Regions from separate parts of the Drosophila melanogaster genome. Here region 1 is linked to region 2. A link is a contact called in public Hi-C data. All regions are on one chromosome and are shown on one strand. The core of a region is the stretch at or near the end of the contact, and the rest is flanking DNA. Distances in the headings are between cores, read along the strand shown. Region 1 holds the start of CG18135. Region 2 holds the start of ftz-f1 (ftz transcription factor 1).

Region 1 (5,169 bases), core at 1,441-3,940, 200 kb before region 2:
GGTTATTTTATTTGGCTTGCAGATTTTCAGGAACGTTAATTTTTTTGGCCGTTCGTCATGAATCGGAATGCAAACTTATTCCATATTTAATTTCCCATCATTTGGATGGATCTGATAAACAACCAATGTGTCAACTAGATCTTACTTCCTTACGCAGAAATACACTGCCTTATTGACCTTGCTATAATAACCTAGATTTCGACTCTTGCCTTTCTTATGATGTTTCGAATTTGGCGCCAAGTGTGTTATGTATCCGTTATCTTTTGAGAGCCTGTAGAAGAGTTTTATGTATTTTAGAAAATGTTGATATTATTTAGCGAAGACACCCACCACCGGCATAGCCGCTGGTGTTTATATACATTTTAGACTGGACGGTCACACTGTTGCATCTTCACGTGTTTTCTTTCTGTTTATATTTCATTTTCCTTAATAAATCGGCTTCTTTTAAGCAAATGGAGTGTTTCAATGCGGAAATACCAGCTGACGGAGTGGTTAATAGCATAGAGACCGAAGAGATTTCGGAAAATGTAGTGAAAGCTGATGAAACCACGCTGGCAAATGGTGAGGATGAAGCCGGAAAAGCCGGCGAGGAATATGCTTACTTGGAGCGAAATGAATTCACTTCGGAAATATTCAAAGTTGAAGTGAAGAACATGGGATATTTCGGTATTGGGGTAGGTAGTTGAAATCTAAGCCTTTATATGAATATAACAACATTATAACTTTGCAGGAGTTTAAGAAGCTTTTGAGAAACACCCTCAAATTTGACGTGACCAAAATCAAGGCTCCAACTCGAAAAGAGTTCGCCTTTGTGTGCTTCCGCAGTCAGGAGGATCAACAAAGGGCCTTGGAGATCCTGAATGGATACAAATGGAAGGGAAAGGTGTTGAAGGCTCATGTTGCCAAGGCCTCGGCCGATCCTCTACAGAAAAAGCGAGCTGCCGAGGAACAGGAGTCGGAGAGAAAGCCCAAGAAACAACGTACGGCGGTGGAAGCCACGTGTCCTCTGTCGCACATTGCCTACGACCAGCAGATTAAACAAAAATCCGAGGAAATGTCGGCACTTCTGGCGAAATACACCCAGGAACTTCGGAAGGTCAATCCGCGGGCAAAGCCCCACTTGGATAAGTTCCAATTCCACGAGGTGCTTCCCTCACCCACCGTTAATGGGTATAGAAATAAAAACGAGTTCACCGTGGGAAAGAACTCCGTAGGCGAAGTGGTTGTGGGCTTCAGATTGGGCTGCTACAGCGATGGATCTGTGGAAGTAGCCGAGGTCGCAGACTTGCCACATCTACCGGAGCAGGCCAAGTGGGCTGCTCGCAGTTTCCAGGACTTGGTGAGGAAGTCCAAGTTCTTGCCCTTCAATCCGGACGGAAATATTGGCCACTTCCGGCAGCTAATGGTGCGGTGCTCCAGTGCCACAGGTGAACTAATGCTGGTGGCGGGCATATACTCCTCGAACTTAAGTGAAGACGAACAAGTTGAACTTAAGCAAGAACTGAAGTCCTTCTACGAAGATCTGGCAAATGATGCTCCGTACAAATGCAGCTCTCTGTATTACCAAGATGTCAAGCATCGGGAAGCAGGTCAGACGATTAATCCGGTGGAACACATTTCGGGCAGCACCCACATCACCGATACCATACAGGGTCTCCAGTTTCGAATCAGCCCACTGGCCTTTTTCCAAATCAACACAGAAGGAGCCAACGTGTTGTATCAAAAGGCCATTGATCTAGTTGCTCCTACTAAGGACACAACTATGTTGGATATTTGCTGTGGTACTGGCACCATTACCCTTGCGTTCGCCAAGCACTGCAAGAAAGTGATGGGCGTGGAGATCGTCCCTGATGCGATTAAGGATGCCGAGTTTAATGCGGAAGCGAATGGCATTAAAAATGCAAAGTTCTTTACAGGAAATGCAGATGATTTCATCAAGAGTATGGTGCGCGAAGCTCTCTACGATCAGGAGCCGGGTAAACCATTGGATCTTATTGCCGTGGTGGATCCCCCCAGGGCTGGACTGCGTAAGTTTACGTTGCTTAAATATTATAAATTTGCTGAATTATTTTAAGGTTCAAAGCGCTATACCTTTCCAAATTTCTTATTTGTTTTTTTCAGACCACCGCTCGATAGCCGCAATTCGATCAGCCGATGCCATCAATCGTCTGGTCTACGTCTCCTGCAATCCGCACAGTGCTAAGCGGAATTTCATCGAGCTGGCCAGACCGGAGTCTAAGCAATACAAGGGGGAGCCATTCTACCCAAAGTCCGCTGTGGCCGTTGACATGTTTCCCCACACCATGCACACCGAGCTGGTCATTCTGTTCGAGCGTGAACCTAAAACAAAGGCGGATGAGAAGTCATCGCCAGCGGAGGGAGCTGCACAGTCAAAGTCTGAGGCAACCGAAGAAGCTGTTAGCGAGGAGAACACCACATCCGTAACGTGACGTGTTTGTTGCCGGGTACAGTTCACTTCGCTGCAATCTCTTGCACATTTGCTTAATCTCTTTCTATAATCTTTTAGGTCAGTTGCGATTCGCTGAGACACCCAATATGTCTCAGTACCTCCTATCTGCCGCGATGCTGCCCTCTATCATTGTCTCTCTTTGTGGCGACTGCTCTACGACTTTTATTGTTTTAAATTGATTTAATTGTATTTACGCTGTGCGACGGGGAGGAAGTGGAAAAAGTGACAGAAGCGACTTCCTATTTAGCAAAAGACTAAGTTTAAAGCCCTGTTCAACTCGACATAGTCCGACATCCCCATCAGTGTTATTCAGGCCTCTGGAGGCCCCTGTGTGCGTGATAAGAATCGCTGCTCCGGTGGAAGTGTGGTGCTCATAAAGTTCTCATAAAGGTGTAGAAACCGCGTGAAAAAACAGCTGAGAGGTGCTACAAGTCCAACGCCCCCTCAAGGGCAAATTGATGAACAACGACCCTGACAACGATCATTGATCATGTCCGACCAGGTACCAGTTAACGATTATTTCATAGTCTAAACATATGTTCTATTGTTAAAAGTAGAAAGGGTAGTATTTAAAAGATGTTGACGTTGATATTGATCTATCAACCATATTAAAAGATTCGAAAATGACTTCATGCGTATGACGCGAATTCAGTTGTTTCGTTGTTTGTCTAAAGATAAGTTTTATTAATTTACTAAGGCAATTTGAGTTATGGCTGTTTTTTTTTATAAAGTTGAATATTTAAAAAGTCGTAGAAGTGCAATTAACTAGTTAAGGCCAGAGATGTGCCGTAATGAAATTGGCCAACTTAATAGTTAATACGTATGGGGCTGATCGCACGGATATTGCTCAATAAAATGTGTTTATATAAATCTTATCTAAGGTAAACAATCGCATTCGCTTATTTCGCCTTTCCGATTACATGTTCTTAACGAGAAGTGGTTGGATGATGTAAACAACAGATGTAGCCGTAAGCAAAGTCTTATAGAATAAAACAAAAAAATATTATTGTTTTGAAAAAGAGAACAACAAGCAAACGTGACCGATATCATGTTGAATATACTATGTAGAAAAACAAATCGGGACGCGACAGCCCTGAATTTTTATGCGACTCGACTTCCTAGAAGGGGGTGTGTTAATAGCACACGTACACACACATAAACATACATATAACTATAGTGGAAAGCCAAAATAAGCTTTCGTAAACATTAACGAAATAAACAAGAAAAACAAATAAATTGGACTTTGGAGCCAGTGGGGCGATTCGGCTACTCGGCAAATTGATTGTACAAAATATAGCAACATAAATAAATATGAAAACATTGTGCGCCGCAACTATTATAAATCAAGAGAAAAGGAGAAATTGGCAGGAAAGTGAATAAAATGCGGCTGAATTTGTTTATTCATTCGGCTATATTTATGGCCTCGTGTAAGCCAAGATATAGCAACAACTAGCAACACCCAAAATATGCGATTACGATCGGAACAGGGAGCCCAAGACCTTGACCGGAGAGCTTTGTTTCCGAAGCCGAAAAGCTTGAATAGTTCTTGCCTTATCAAACAAACACTCAACTAACTGTGCGATGTAAACAAACAGCGAGGAAAACAGCAAATTTTCAACCGACGAAAACCGGTTCCCCTAGAGAGAGATATATGGCGGTCTTCCGGAGAGAGCTTTTCGGCTGATGCCATGTCTGTGGATGTGGATGTCGATGTGCTGGTGGATGTGGACGAGAAGCTGCGGCGAGGGCCTGGCTACGACTACGCCCCACACATCGGACTGAAAACCGCTTCACGTGCGTAACACCATCGCCGCCGACAGCTGCACACGACCAACACGTTTTCTCGGCGGAGCAAATGGCCTCGTGGCATAGTGGGGGATGGACCGGGGTTTGGGTTCTCCAATGTGCTCTTGTTGTCATCCGCGCTCAGGCTGCGAGCTTTTGGATTGCGTGCTACGCCGAGCAGCGCAACTACACAGCACATTTTATGGGGAGTTTTAGTGGGATACCCTGTGAATGTGGGTATATTTGAAGACTGACCTCACGTAACTCGGCCGGGGATTGGGTTTCACTTGTGAATTTTGGTATGCAAAAGGGTTTGAGTATGTTTAAACTTATAATGGCAAAAGATAATCAATGAGTAAACATTATTTTATCCGACCAGCTAGTATATTGCACTGTATTTTCTAGTTATATATTCTTTTTATTGATTTAGCCCAAAGCAACATTCCTTGCTAATATTCTCCTAGTTATTCTACAGACAAAGCACTCTGTTTTCCCTTATCGGTACTTTAAATGGATCAACCAGTGCCGTTTAATTATGCCCACTCATAAACAGTTAGCCTAGGAACATTTTGATTACCACCTAGACGGTTGATTAAATTTCGCATATTCCGCTTTGTTCTCCTGTCCTGATTCTGGACGATCGAGGGCATTGCTAATTCGATTAATCTTCATGTTTTCTGTATTATCTGGTGTGTTTCGCTGTTTTCTGTTTTTGTTTCGTCGCTGCCCGTCGGTAGAGGCCAACAACATTTCGAAAAAGCCCCAGCCGCAACTGTACCGCCGGACTGAAAACCAAAACAAATCGCCAAGTCGTCGGATACGACTACGACTCTCGCACAAAGAAAAAAGCTCCGCCACTCAGTTTCGATAAAAAGAAATCGTTTAAATTGCGCGCACAACAAAAGCGCCCGAAA
Region 2 (4,867 bases), core at 1,772-4,271:
GAGTTGGTCAGAGTACCATGCACAAGGCTGCTCGCCAGGGCCTAATCGATGTGGTGGTCTACTGCTTGGATCGTATGAATATGAATCCTGACCAAAAGGATAACGCCGGCTACACTCCACTCCACGAGGCGTGCACCCAGGGATGGCTGGAGATTGCCAGGATTCTACTTCAATACGGCGCGAATCATTCGGAGGCGGCTCAATCTGGAATTAGGCCATTGCACGGAGCCATCGAAAACGATCACGAGGAGGTGGTGCGACTGTTGCTCTCCTATGGAGCCGATCCGTTGCTGGCAACGTACTCAGGTTGGTGTTGGATGTTTAACTTTGCATTTCGAAGGGATTGTAACAATTGTACCCTTTTGTTTTTAGGTCAAACCCCGCTAATGTTAGCTTCAAGCAAGTTGATGCGAGGCATTCTGCGCGCTCATCTCAGCGATGCACAAAGTGCCGCCGCTGACATCAAGCCAATGCGATTCAATGGGCCTTGGGAGATATTTGGTGAGTGGAAGCAAATAGTTCTTTGCCATTGCATACAATTAAGGATAAAACTAAAATATGAATGAATTTGAACTAAACCATGCATTAATCTCTTCCAGATGCTAAGGAGTATGGTTATGATATATTCAGTAATGTACCGAATACAGCTTGTGATATGAGCAGAGCTCTACGTAAAGAAAGGAAGGAGGCCAAGCAGCAGAGGATGAGCAGCAACAGTGACAGGACCAGCAACTTGAATGGTCTGTTAGCGGAAAAAAAGGAGGAGCAGAAGCCCGAGGATTTGGACCAGGATCGGGTGACAACAACGATCAAGCAGAACGGGGAGACGAGTGCAACAAAGACTGGATCGGCGACTACGACGACGGCAACAACGATGGTTAAATTGGAACTGGGAACCGACGAGGATAGCAATAACAATAAGAACAACGAGGAGCTGAATGCTAATGTGGAAAATAATTTAGTAACAAGCGTTGTGAATGTCAAGAATGAAGTGAAGAAGGAAGTGGAAGCTGAAGCTGAAACAGAAGCGGAAACGGAAACGAATGCGAAAGCAAATACGAATAGTAGCACTAGGCTAGACGAGGATCAGACGGACATCGAGACAATGGATAGTGAATTGAATGGTGATATTTTTGAATTTGAAGAGGCCGATGTGCCCTTGCCACCACTGTACTTGCTCAAAGACGAGGGCAGTGATAAATGGGTACTACTCAATGATTTGTGCAATTTACTTAAAGTTAAATCGAAGGATACGTTGCTTAACAAGGTATGTGCCATTTAGATGCGATATTTAAATGAACTTATAACAAAATCTTGTTATTTTTTTTTTAGCTCTGTCCGAACAACAGCAATGCCTTGGCCAGCAGTCAGAAGCACCTGCTACGGGAGTTCAAGATAGATGATTTCCTGGAGAAAGCCACCTGCCTGCAGCTGTTGTGCGCCGGTGAAAAGCTGAACATGTTCAGTTCGTCGAAGGTTGTGCTCATCAAATACAACGACAGTGTACGGAACTTGTTGGGCGTTAAGACCATTTTAATGAAATTTTAACCGAGATATCTTTAGCGATTGGACGGGGCAAGATCCAGAAAGATATAAATTAGATAATGATGAATGGATGAGCATAGTACTAACTGAACATAGAGTGTAAAGTGCAAACAAATATGGAAAAACTATTAGTACGAATATAATAGTAGATTTATATACTATACATATGTATATTTTAGCTAGTAACTAGTTTTTACTCACACGTCTTTGTCTTTGGAAGATAAAGGATTTTATAAAGGAAATTAAATTTAGAGCTAATGCAAAGTGATACAAAGGTGCTATACACACTCAAAACGAAGAAAAAGGAAATGAATGGAAATTTTAGAGCGAGAATATTGAGAAAATCTGGAATCTTTAGGGATTGGCTGCAATTATGCAATAAAAGTAGAAGAAAACAATGCAAGGCAGTTAGAAACGAGGAAACGAACGGAAAATGTATGCCAGCCAATCAGCTAATAAATTGATATATACTTACAGATAAATCTAGGGATGAAGTGTAATCTATGGTTTTTAAAAAAACAAAACAATCTAGCTAAAGTATAAACTAAATAATAATTATTGTAATAATATTAAAGAAGCAACAAAGGCGTATTTATGTATTATGTATTTTTAAATGAAATTATTAACATAATATATAAAGTATATGTATACACAATATGATCCAACTACAATGTAAATCAATTTTCAGATAGGTTTGTAATTTTCTATGTAATGTACGTGTGTAAGTTTTGTGCAACTATAAAAGGAAACCACAAAAAACTGAAGAAATTTAACAAAAAAAAAAAAACTAATAATGAAAAACAAAATAAATGCAAAGTGAAATTTTGACAATTTAAAAGTGCGGTTTCACTTCAAAATTTTAACAATCTCCTGGCATTTGAAAACAAATATCGATCCAAGCTTTTATTAAACGATTCTTCAAAATTGGTTTAAAAGGTTATTTATATATAATAATAGATGACTGAACAGGTAAGGTCTTAGATAAGTACTTAAATATACTTAGAGGGCCCATTCTTTTGAAAAAGTATAATTATATCTTGTGAATATTTAAATTCGTCTTCTTCTTTTCCTTTTAAATTTGCAATTATTTGAACTAGATAATCTCATTGTATTTTTTATTGCTTATTAAAATTTATGTAATATTTCATTGACAAACCGCCACAGTTTTGAATTTACGATCTATCGATAACTTGGCGATAGGTTCCGGCAGATGTCGCTCTCAAAAGCTCGCCGCACGAGCGGTGCGCTAAACGCGGGTGTGCGTGCATGTGAGTGCTTTCAGCTGAAAGCTTTCCGGTTTTCATATGATTGCCGTCCTTGTTCTTCAAACGATTTTTAAAGGCCAAGAATGCTGCCTCTCTGTCCTTGGCCCCGCTCTTCGCTCCGGTGATCCAACACTATCCCGACCGCGCATGTGTGTGTGCGTGTATGCGCGAGGGCTTTCGGTCTTCTTCTACCTACGCCAACAAACTTTTACTGTGTGTTGTGTTCCCGTTCGAGTTCGACCTAATTTCGCTCGAGACCTAATTTTTGCGTGCGGAATAGTTTTTCCCGAAAAAGTGAAGCCAGCGAATAAACAATAGCTGAAAGTGAGCGATAGCCAAGAAAGTAAGAGTGAAAGTAAACAAAAGCGAAAAGAAGAACAGCTCTGGCGTTAATTATGTGTGTGTACATACGTATATATTTAATATTTCCGATGCGTCCATAACGGGAGTGTGTTCTGGTTTCCAATCGTCGCCCGCGCCCCCGTCATTGCCTATCCGTTTACCAAACCCCAATTTTGGTGTGCAATTGTGTATAAAAATTAACACAAAGTGGGAAGATAGCGTTGTGTCATAGAATTGGAGCAGAAGCAAAAACAAGGCAAAATTAGCAAAAGCCAAGCGGAAAAACAACAACACAGAGTGCCCAGTGGAACCCCAGTACATGTGTGTATATATGTATGTGCGGTGCGAGCGTGTCAGTGTGTGCGTAGCAGGAATTGCAATTTATAGTTGTTGTTTCTGAGAGCTTTCGCTTGTTGCGCGCGTGCGACGATTGTGCAAGAAGTTCTTGGTGTGCGTTCGAAATCGGGAAGAGGAAATCGCCGAGAATAGAGGAAGAGTAAATGGCAATAAATGCAAAATAAATAAAAGAAATAAATAAAAAAAAATATAAATAAATTGCCAAATGCGTTTGGCGTCGCGTGTGTGTGCGTGTTCTGAAATATGCTGAAAGAGCTTTCGGAGAGCGAGAGCAAAAGAGAACGAGACGCCGAGAGATGCGATCGGGAGAAATAGCAACAACAACAACAACGGCAACAGCGACTACGATCGGCGAAATGAATCACACACAAGCTTTGTTTTGCGAATTATAAATTCGCGTTCCGTTCTCCACACATGCGAATTCCCACACTGAGAGCGAGACAGAGACAGCGAGAGAGAGGGAGACCAGCTACGGCTACAAAAACAGAAACAGCAAGAAGACCAAGACATAATAATAGAACTTTTGCTTTCGCTTCCAACTGGTTTTTGTATACATAAAAAGCGAGAGGGGAAGAGACGGAGAAAGAGAGAGACGGACAGCTTCCAGCGCTTCTTCTTCTTCCGCGATCTTCGTCTTGGAATTCATGGAACCGGGCGCATGCGCAACACACAGAACTACAAAAGGAAAAACAACGACGTCAGCTGCATGAAAGGTAAATTCTCAATTCTCCCCGCTGCACGACTTCCTCTCGCTCACCTTTTACCCCCCAAAAACCTCCTTTTCCATTTTGTCTAGTTGGGTGAGCTTTATTTTACTGCACTTACCATCTTTAATGGGAAGTAGGAGCACGGAATGAAATACAGTTTTGACACGAATTTGATTTAAAAACCATCATTATAAGAAAACTTTTTAAATAAAATCACCTTTTTGTTTGTTTAAATAAATTTTACTGGGATCATTATATATATATTTTTTACAAAAATTAATGTGGTTTTAAAAATTTGGATAATAAACTGAAAATTGTATCAGCAGTTTATAGCTTTTTATAGTTTTTTTTTATACATTTTCTCGTATTTTCCACTAAGATATTTTTCTTTTAAAATATTAAATATAAAGTTAATGTCATTTGCTCAATTTTTTTCCGTGGATTACCCGAGGGTTGGTGAGATTCAAGCACGAAAAGTGAAGAACTTGAAGTCGAGTGAAGTTAATTAAAGTATCGTTAAAAAGGGTAACACAGGGCTTAAAAAAATGGGGGAATCTTTCCAGTTGTCTGTTTCGCGAACTGGAAAATTACTGTAAATGGGGGAATAAACAATTTAGCGTGTTAATTTTTAAATGGATTTTATCTACTCGG

The links. A called contact is a pair of places that touch in the nucleus more often than the background predicts.
Region 1: a Hi-C map of the Kc167 cell line shows a contact between it and region 2, with 5 times the contacts expected there. A contact is called at or near these places in 8 of 107 Hi-C or Micro-C datasets (the D17-c3 cell line, the Kc167 cell line, embryo and 3 more).

What each region holds. Positions count from the first base shown.
Region 1 is chr3L:18,995,804-19,000,972 of dm6, reverse strand. It overlaps CG18135, which reads left to right and starts at 2,690. Exons shown (of 2, transcript NM_176346.2): 1 at 2,690-2,972. The coding sequence starts at 2,961. CG3808 reads left to right here and starts at 365. Exons shown (of 4, transcript NM_140826.2): 1 at 365-674; 2 at 731-2,027; 3 at 2,122-2,465; 4 at 2,528-3,098. The coding sequence starts at 453. The coding sequence ends at 2,450.
Region 2 is chr3L:18,799,463-18,804,329 of dm6, reverse strand. ftz-f1 (ftz transcription factor 1) reads left to right here and starts at 3,021. Exons shown (of 10, transcript NM_079419.3): 1 at 3,021-4,222. It overlaps CG14073, which reads left to right. Exons shown (of 6, transcript NM_140803.2): 3 at 1-306; 4 at 373-501; 5 at 600-1,267; 6 at 1,333-2,065. The coding sequence ends at 1,548. It overlaps lncRNA:CR45939 (long non-coding RNA:CR45939), which reads left to right and starts at 3,018. Exons shown (of 3, transcript NR_133270.1): 1 at 3,018-4,222.